Linked DNA regions of Gossypium hirsutum: region 2 is linked to region 1. Evidence: chromatin contacts called from public Hi-C data. All regions are on one chromosome and are shown on one strand. The core of a region is the stretch at or near the end of the contact, and the rest is flanking DNA. Distances in the headings are between cores, read along the strand shown.

Region 1 (4,287 bases), core at 1,313-3,812:
GTCAATTAGATATGCAAATATTAATTTGATCCAAAAAGTTAGTAAACCACTCTTACTAATTGAAATAAGTTCTATCCTTATAATAGTACTTTTGTCTTTTTCACATTTTAAATAAAACTAATAAAAAAAATTGCAAATGATCGAAATTTAAGTCCATGCCATCAACATCCATAAAACTTCACTTTACAACTACAACCAAATTTTCAATTTGAGTTGTTTCTATAAATTTTAATATTACTTCACAAAAGGTTTCACCCACATTGTTTCTATCTATACTATTAATAAAACTTTTGATTGAGTTGGTGTCACAAGTTAACTGGGTACCAATTAGGTTAAGAAATTATAGAAATATCCTTATGTAATTAAAATAAATCATATTATTTGAGGATATTTTAATCTTTTCATTTTAACAAAAACCAAGAAAAATATGCATACTATAGGATTTAAATTTGCGCCAATTGAATTAAGAAAACCTTAAGTTTATCACTCGACCAAAGTTTTATTTTGATATTTTTATACATTTTTTAAGAATGCACAATTTATTATCTTCACTAATTGTATATCTATGCTTCTATACTATTAATAAAATCACTAACTGAATTGGTGTCACGGGTTAACCTGGTTCCCAACTTAGCTAAGAAATGATTAATATACCATTTTATTAAATGGCTACTACTACTATTTCGATGGCATTTTTTTATTATCTTTTTCATACTTTTATATAGTTTTTAAATAAAAGAACTAAAATTAAGATGTATAAGAATTGAACCCGTATTTAATAGATTTATAAATTAATTATTTACCATTACACCAATAATAATTCTTAAGTGAACTTAAAAAAAAAAACTTTTAACATAAAATGTTTTCTCCCACCAATAGATTTATAAATAAGTTCTTGAGTAAACACACATCTATGTTTTAAATTCATGGTTTCCACACGCATACACATAAGGGGGCTGGCATAGGCCCTAACCCCCTTAAAATGAAAAATTGTCATTTAGGCTCTCTAATTTTTAAAAAAATTTTAAATTAGTAAAGGTAAAATTGTACTTTGGCCCCCCTAAAGTTATAAAATTTCAATTTAATACTTTAAAAATTATAAAGATATAGATTATAAAAAATTAACATTTCATTCGCCCCCTAAAAAATTGTTCTGGATTCGCCCCTGATGATAGGACTTCTAATTATTATTTAAACCATTGACTGAGTTGATGTCACAAGTCAACCGGACAACTACTTGGTTGGGGGAATTACTAAACCACCCTTATATATTTGAAATAAATTATATTTTATAAGGGTAATTTTATCTTTTTACATTTGAAATAAAATCAATAAAAAATTACAAATGAATTTGAACCCATACCATCAACATGTATAAAATCTCAACTTTACCTCAGCAAGCAAAGCTTCATTCTAACTTTTTTTATACATTTTAATATTATTATTCAAAAGTTTTCATCCACGTTGTTTGTATATTGACAATATCATTGTTTAACTTGATACTAACTCAAGAAAAACAATAATATCATGATAAACAATTAGAGTGCAATTAGTATTTTTAATATGATGTATTTACTATTTCAATTTCTTTTTACTCACAATTTAAACTAATTTTTATTACATTTTGCATACATGTTTTTAGTTTCAAAAGTCACATTTCATTATTTATCATATATTATTTTTAAACATAGACATACGTCTTAAATACGTGATTTTTATACATATAATTTTATCAATATTAACAAGATAAATTGTCTTAATTACATAATTTGAAAGTTTTGCTCTTAACCTAATTATTTGAACAAGCAATTTTGTAAATGACGAATTTCAAGTTGATAACACAATTGATTAACTTGTAGTTGCTGCATCTATTAAAATCATATAATCTCAAAATGTTCTACATTCATTTAAGAATTTCATGACATCCGGTCTCAATCATAATTAATAAATTTTAATAATCAATTTTATTTGAGAACAAACCCTATTAATTGAGTCTTTAATAGATTTTGATAGTAAATTCTCGAAACCAAAAGAAATATTGATAATATCTAAAAAGATATTCAACATTGTTATTCACAATGTTAATATAATATCTTTTAATACAATGATTAATTATCGTAAATTTTATTCCTCATCAAAGCTCTTCTAAATTCTCAACTAATTTTATGTCGTTTTTTTTTCTGAAAGGACCTTCTCATCACGGCTGGATTCAAGCTCACAGTTAAAAACAAGGTGGCTTTGTACTTATAAAAAAGAAGAAGCGAGTTTGAGTATTTCATCTTTAAGTTGGTAGTATGTTTGGTTTTTCGGTAATAGTTTAATCTGTTAGATTGTTGTTATATAGTTTTAATTTATAAATAGAAACAGGCGAACCACATCGTAAGGCTATTCTCGGCGCGTGAGTATATTAATTAGATCAGATCTCCTTTTAATTTTACCATTTTAGCCTTCGTCTTCCACTTCTTTCCAGTTTCCTCCAAAGCTCTCACATCAATAATAAGTAGTAACTCTTATTTATTTATTATTTATTTCGAATATCCAATAACTTTTTAATACACATAGACGTGTTGTGAACGTGTCGAATCTTGCCTTCCTTCATCACGCCTTCCAAGTTCCAACCCAACCAAACTCTTTCCCTCTCAACCATTATTATTTCCTTGCATTTCATTTAATACAAAACAATTTCATTTTCTTTTTGCCTTTTAATCTGATTCTCTCTCTTTTATTAAATGTTTTGTTATGAAGTTAAAAGTGTGATTGTGTTTCCTTCCTTTTCTCTCCCTTTTTTGTTTTATCTCTTCCATTTTCATGGAATTCCTTTCTTCAAGGTCTATTTTCCTCTCTTTCTTAGTATCTATATATATATAGTAATGTTGTTTATTTTGGATATGAATGAATTTTTATTTCTTATATGCTAATTGTTAAGCTGTGATTTGCTGTAATTTGAAATTAAAAACAGAGCTTAGAGCTTAATTTTGATGGGGAAGTACGATGATGAGCGCTCTGTTTTTCCTTTAACCAGTCTCCAAATCGGGTAATTCTTTTAACTTTTTTTACTTTTACCATCTGTATGCTTGATCTAGTAGAAGTTGAAATTTTGGCTTCAGACTATGTTCACGGACTCGGATGGACTGTCATAGATATACATGTTTGAGGCGGTATATGCATTTCCTTTTTTCGAAGTTTTTCATATATGTTGGGATCATATTCCAATGCTCATTTCCGGTATATGTTTTTATGATTAGAAAAATATGAGTTGGTTAACATCTGCTTCAGCTGCTAGTCATACTTCATACAGTCATGTTATGAATAAGCTTCTTCAGTCTTTTTTTTTTTTTTTCCGATTTCTGATTAGTGACTTTTTTTTTCTTTTAACGAGTGTTGATACATTTTTTTATATGGTAATTTTGTGTGTTTCTAGGACTTCATTTGTAGAAATATCAAATCCTGGGCGTTAATCAATTGATTTATTCTAAGCACTTGCGTTATGGGAAATATCAGAATCACTGAGTTATTTCTCAGGGTTTTCCACTTTTCTTATGTATTATATTAAATTTTATTGTCTAATCTCTGATTGCAGAGACTTGCAGTCTTATCTATCGGATCTTAGCCTTTTCTTGGCCCCTGAAAGTAACAAATTCTACATTTTGGTGGACAACCGGCCATGGCTCAGGGACTTAGGTTCACGTCCTGCTCACTTGTGGCAATTGATGGTTACCAAGGTTGTTGAGCACACCTTTTATTTTGATTCTTTTGAAATATATGGTTTTATTTAATTATTTTTAATTTTCAAATGATTAGAATATTTTAATGAATTTAAGTGGATTTTTTTTCTTCCTATTTACATTTTACAGTCCAGGTTATCTCCTTTTGCTAACACCAAAGGTCGTAGGGCAAGAAAGGATGGAAAAGAAGCTTCTTCCAAATCAAATGCTAAAGATGCCAAGAAGTTGGAGAGATGGTTCTCTTTGGTAGATGCTGCAATGCTGTCGAAAAAGAGAATTTTGCTACCTGTTAAGACATTGAAAACCTCTTCGCTTCTTAGCAATGAGCTGCATAGGACATTGTATGGCTTCATTGTATTTGAAGTTTCATGGTCCAATGTTCGAGGTCTTAACTACTTGAATGAACTTCAGGTATTTGTTCTTGTATGTGCTCAATAATTTTTTGTTTGTGGTTCTCCTTCAAGGTCTCCGTGTTTAGCAATTTTCTTCTCATTTTCAGACTGATACCTCTCTAGCCATAGAGGCTAAATTCATGCGAAGATGGGAATTTGACAGCATTGAT
Region 2 (4,287 bases), core at 1,145-3,644, 130 kb before region 1:
TCCAGTCATTTCAAATTTTTTTCCTTATACTATTATAACATCATTCCATTAAGCTAAACACAAGAATACTATTACAGTTTTATTCAATTTCATTCAACCAAACATTAAATTATTGATTACAGCTCTATTCTATTACAACGAACCAAACATAGTGTTGGATAATACTGATACGAGTCACAAAGGCCTTAGGATGCGTACACGAAAGAAAGAGAAAATCAAGATTCACTTTCTTATTTTCAAGAAAACCAAGAAACCGAATCTTGACCCAATCTTGCTGTTTAGAGCGATTTCAAGAATCAAGAAAATCAAGATTTCAAATCTTGGAAATCTTGGTCCAAGAAACCAAATCTTGCAGCCAAAGCGCATTGGATCTCCGTTACGAGCATCAACGAACTAATTTCGGTAAAAGATGGAATACAAGCCGAAGTTCTTGAAGGCAAAGCCCAATAAGATGATTCCAAGCCCAAACAAGAAGACAAACCATACTTACTTGAAAATCAGGCCAAATTGTCAAAGTGACTCAATTTGTAAAGTTTTATTTTTTTAAATACTTAGTTTAAATTTTTATGTAGATATTCAGTCCAAGAGGCCCAATTAAAAGCCCTTGGCCGAATTTCCATTTAAATATTAAAATAATTAGGAGTTTTTTTATTTTTAGTTTTCTAATTAGATTAGGAAAACACTTGAGAGGCCTATATAAAGGCTTGGCCGGCCACCTTGTTATTGACTTGTCAAATATATTAAAAATTTCAGATTTGTTTAAGTGCAGAATTCTCCTTGAGTTTTTCTCCAAGAATTCTCTCTTGAGTTTTTTTTAGAAGTTGTTTTAACAATCTTTTGATTGTGGGAGCCATCTTCAGCCTTCTTCTTGCCATTGATATTCCTTTGGAGGGGAGATTAGAGCCGTTTGAAGGGAGTTGTGATATCTTTCGGGATTTTAAGGCTTCTTAGGACTTATCTTTTAATTTCTTGCTGTCAATTTTTTCTTTTAAATTCTGCTTGTGTCGATTTTATTTAATCACTTTGTTTGCTGTTCTTATTGCGTTTCAGGCGTTCCAAAGCATTCCAAATCTGATTCGCCCTCTTCTTTACTAAAGATCGGATCGCCCCTTTTGTTCTTGGCAGCAAAATTCGTTCAAAATCCCTAAATTCCTTGTTCTTGTCGATTTCTTCTTTTCAGATTTGGGTTGTTTTGGTTGCTAGAATTTTGGGGAAATTTAACTTGCTGTTTGTGTCTTTCTTTTTAGATTCGACAGGTTGGAGTATTCTTTGGGGTTCAATTACATGTTCTTGATTCCCTAAGAACCTTTATTAACACTTATTCCTATTCTCAATTTGATTCTTTGCTAGTTTGGGGATTTTTATTCCATATCTGGAAATTCAAAGTTCTAATATTTTAATTTCTGTTTTGTTTCAGATCTGTTCGTTTAGAGCCTCGTAGGAGTTTTCTCGTGACTTGGCAACTCGATCTTGGTCCGCGCGCAACCCTCTATCAAATACATTCTAACCAAATGAACCAAACTAGCTAATATAACATACCATCTACAACCTTATGTCAGCGAACCAAACATAGTGTTAGATAATACATTCCAATCAAATGAACCAAACAAGGTAATGTGAAAATACCATCTACAACCTTACGTTTTTGTAATTCTATTATGAAAATTTATATTATATTCCTAGAACCAAACATTCCCTGAAAGTTCTTTAATATTGATTTCATAGTTAATTTTTTTTATAAATATCAAAACATATATGAAATTTGATTCAATGTACAATGTCATATATGAACTTTGATTTTATACAAATTTATGCATTAAATTTTAATTTAATTCAATTTTCACAAATTTCTAACAATATTATTGAATTAGCACCGTATACATTAATATATTGTATAAAAAACAATTATATTAATTCAATATGAAAATAAATATATGTATTTATTTTATTTAAATGTGTAGAATTGAATCCAAATCAAAATTTCATATATATATATATATATACTAACCAAAATTCAAGTTTAATATATATGATGGTAACAAATTAAAGTTTATATTACAAATTACACATTTTAATTGATTTTGAATTTATGGGTTTTAGATGTGACGTTAACATGATTTCACGGTTTTCTTTCTTCAAAATTTCAATTATTAGAAGTAAAAAGTTCTGACTCTGACTCATGGCATTTTACGATTAAACCACGTCTTTAACATTTCAAAATTTAATATCCTTAGATAAAAGTATCCACAAATAAGTAAATTACGTCATGCTAAAGAAAATGTCACTAAAATGCTCTCATCCTTGCTGGTATACTGTTGAAATATGCTCTCGTGTTTCCCGCCAATTTGTTACTCTTTTTTTATGACCGTTTTATCCTCTTCCTTCCTTGCAGAGCTAACAAATTACGCCACCTGGCTTTATCCTATCATTTCTATCTAATTATTGAAGGGAAAAAAAAAAACACTTCAATTCCCATTCTCTCTCCTCGATTTCTCACTTGATGTGGGTTGCCACCGTACTCCACCGACCGGTCGTCCCGGTTCCCCTATTCTTCACCTCTCATCTAAGCCCCAAAGTACTCCTTAAACCCAAAACCTTTCGTTTTGGTTTCCTCTTGCCGTCACTAAAGTTGAAAGCTTCTGCGACTAAGAAGCAGTTGCAGACTCAGGAGCCAGGTTTTTACTATCATTTTTTTTGGCTTATTGACTTACGTCAAATTCAATCAACGGACAAGATTCTGTGGAATTTTTATGGTTAATATCTGATTAGGGTTTAAATTGCAGATAATGAAGATTTACATAATCAAGAAAAAAGCGATGATCAAATCTTTGATTTGGGATGGCTTCCTACTTTCCCTCACGTTTTGGTTGCTTCAATGTCCAATTTCCTTTTCGGCTATCACATAGGGTAAGTGTTTTTTTAATGAAAACATTTTTCTTTCCCTCTGAAAAGTTAATTGTTGGTTTTTTTTTCCTTGCTCTTTTTGCTATGCAATGAAGCATTTGAATATTCTGGAGCTTAATTCTGCTCTTATTGATTTTTTTTTATGCCTTATTGTGCTTTCTAATTAGTTGCTCGCTCTTTTAGCTGTTGAGAAATTGGAAATTATGTTGCTAACTGATTTATATGCTTACAAGAGTTTTATTTATTTAACTATAAATATTCCATAAAAAAAACTATAAATAAGGAAACTACACACTGAATTATTGTCTTTTAATGTATAAATCTGGTTGTAGAGTGTTAAAATTTCATCGGGAGTGTATGGAAGGAATTCATATACCCGGTCTCTTAATTCTCCCTAAAGTACCCATGTCCAACACTTGTGTTTGACATAGGTATGGGATATGATCATATATGTGAAGAAATAAAATAGAATAAAAAATATTGAGTATGCCCATATTGGATTCTCACACGTATCCAATACTCACCATAACATGGGTGTAACTTGAAAATCAATGATATTTTTAAAGAGTAAAATTGGTTTGTCAAATAGTCAGTTTACAAAATTGCATTCTTTGTTTTGCAGAGTAATGAATGGTCCAATCGTTTCAATTGCAAGAGAACTTGGTTTCGAAGGAGATCCAATTCTTGAGGGGCTTGTGGTAAGCATATTCATTGCTGGAGCTTTCATTGGAAGCCTGAGTTGTGGTTCACTGGTGGACAAACTAGGCTGTCGCCGGACCTTTCAGATTGACACGATACCATTGATACTTGGTGCAATTGTGAGGTGAGAATAGCATATATAGGTATTGTTAATCCAAGCAATGCATTTTATCTCCTCTATGCCAAGTGAAATGTGGAGTTCATTTAAACAGTACTATAATTATTTTGTACTCTTTTGTTTCTTTTGTGTGTTTCACACCCCATCTGTTATTTCATTCTGTATTTATCTAGGTAGAACTTATAGGACACATATTACAGTTGCTTCTTTTTCTTTATGTGTTTGAAAGTGTGTTTAAACATGTAAACCAATTTATATCTTGGCCCTTCAGGTGCTTTTTGAGCTTACTCTTATAATGGTAAGAATTGGGTCAAAGTCTAACGGGTGTCCCTGTACTACTGTGTAAAGTTCATTTTAGTTCCTCTACTAAAAATTACTCCAAATTAGTTCTTATGCATTAAAAATTTGTTCAAATCATGATAATGTTAAAATTTTCCATTAGGTTGTTGATAGTTTGCACAAAATATATCATACCTAACTGATTTACCCATGACCCGGCCCATGGAACAAACCCAACCATCCAAAATCTTAGAACTACCGTGTGGCCACTGGCCATAATAGAAGTT

What was found. A called contact is a pair of places that touch in the nucleus more often than the background predicts.
Region 2: a Hi-C map of leaf shows a contact between it and region 1, with 1.8 times the contacts expected there. The contact joins the promoter of LOC107954772 here to the promoter of LOC107954774 in region 1. A contact is called at or near these places in 10 of 34 Hi-C or Micro-C datasets (anther, callus, fibers and 3 more).

Annotation. Positions count from the first base shown.
Region 1 is chrD07:37,880,317-37,884,603 of Gossypium_hirsutum_v2.1, reverse strand. LOC107954774 reads left to right here and starts at 2,562. Exons shown (of 10, transcript XM_016890442.2): 1 at 2,562-2,828; 2 at 2,960-3,034; 3 at 3,581-3,722; 4 at 3,855-4,136; 5 at 4,225-4,287. The coding sequence starts at 2,979.
Region 2 is chrD07:38,014,188-38,018,474 of Gossypium_hirsutum_v2.1, reverse strand. LOC107954772 (probable plastidic glucose transporter 1) reads left to right here and starts at 2,394. Exons shown (of 12, transcript XM_016890437.2): 1 at 2,394-2,675; 2 at 2,784-2,907; 3 at 3,527-3,727. The coding sequence starts at 2,501.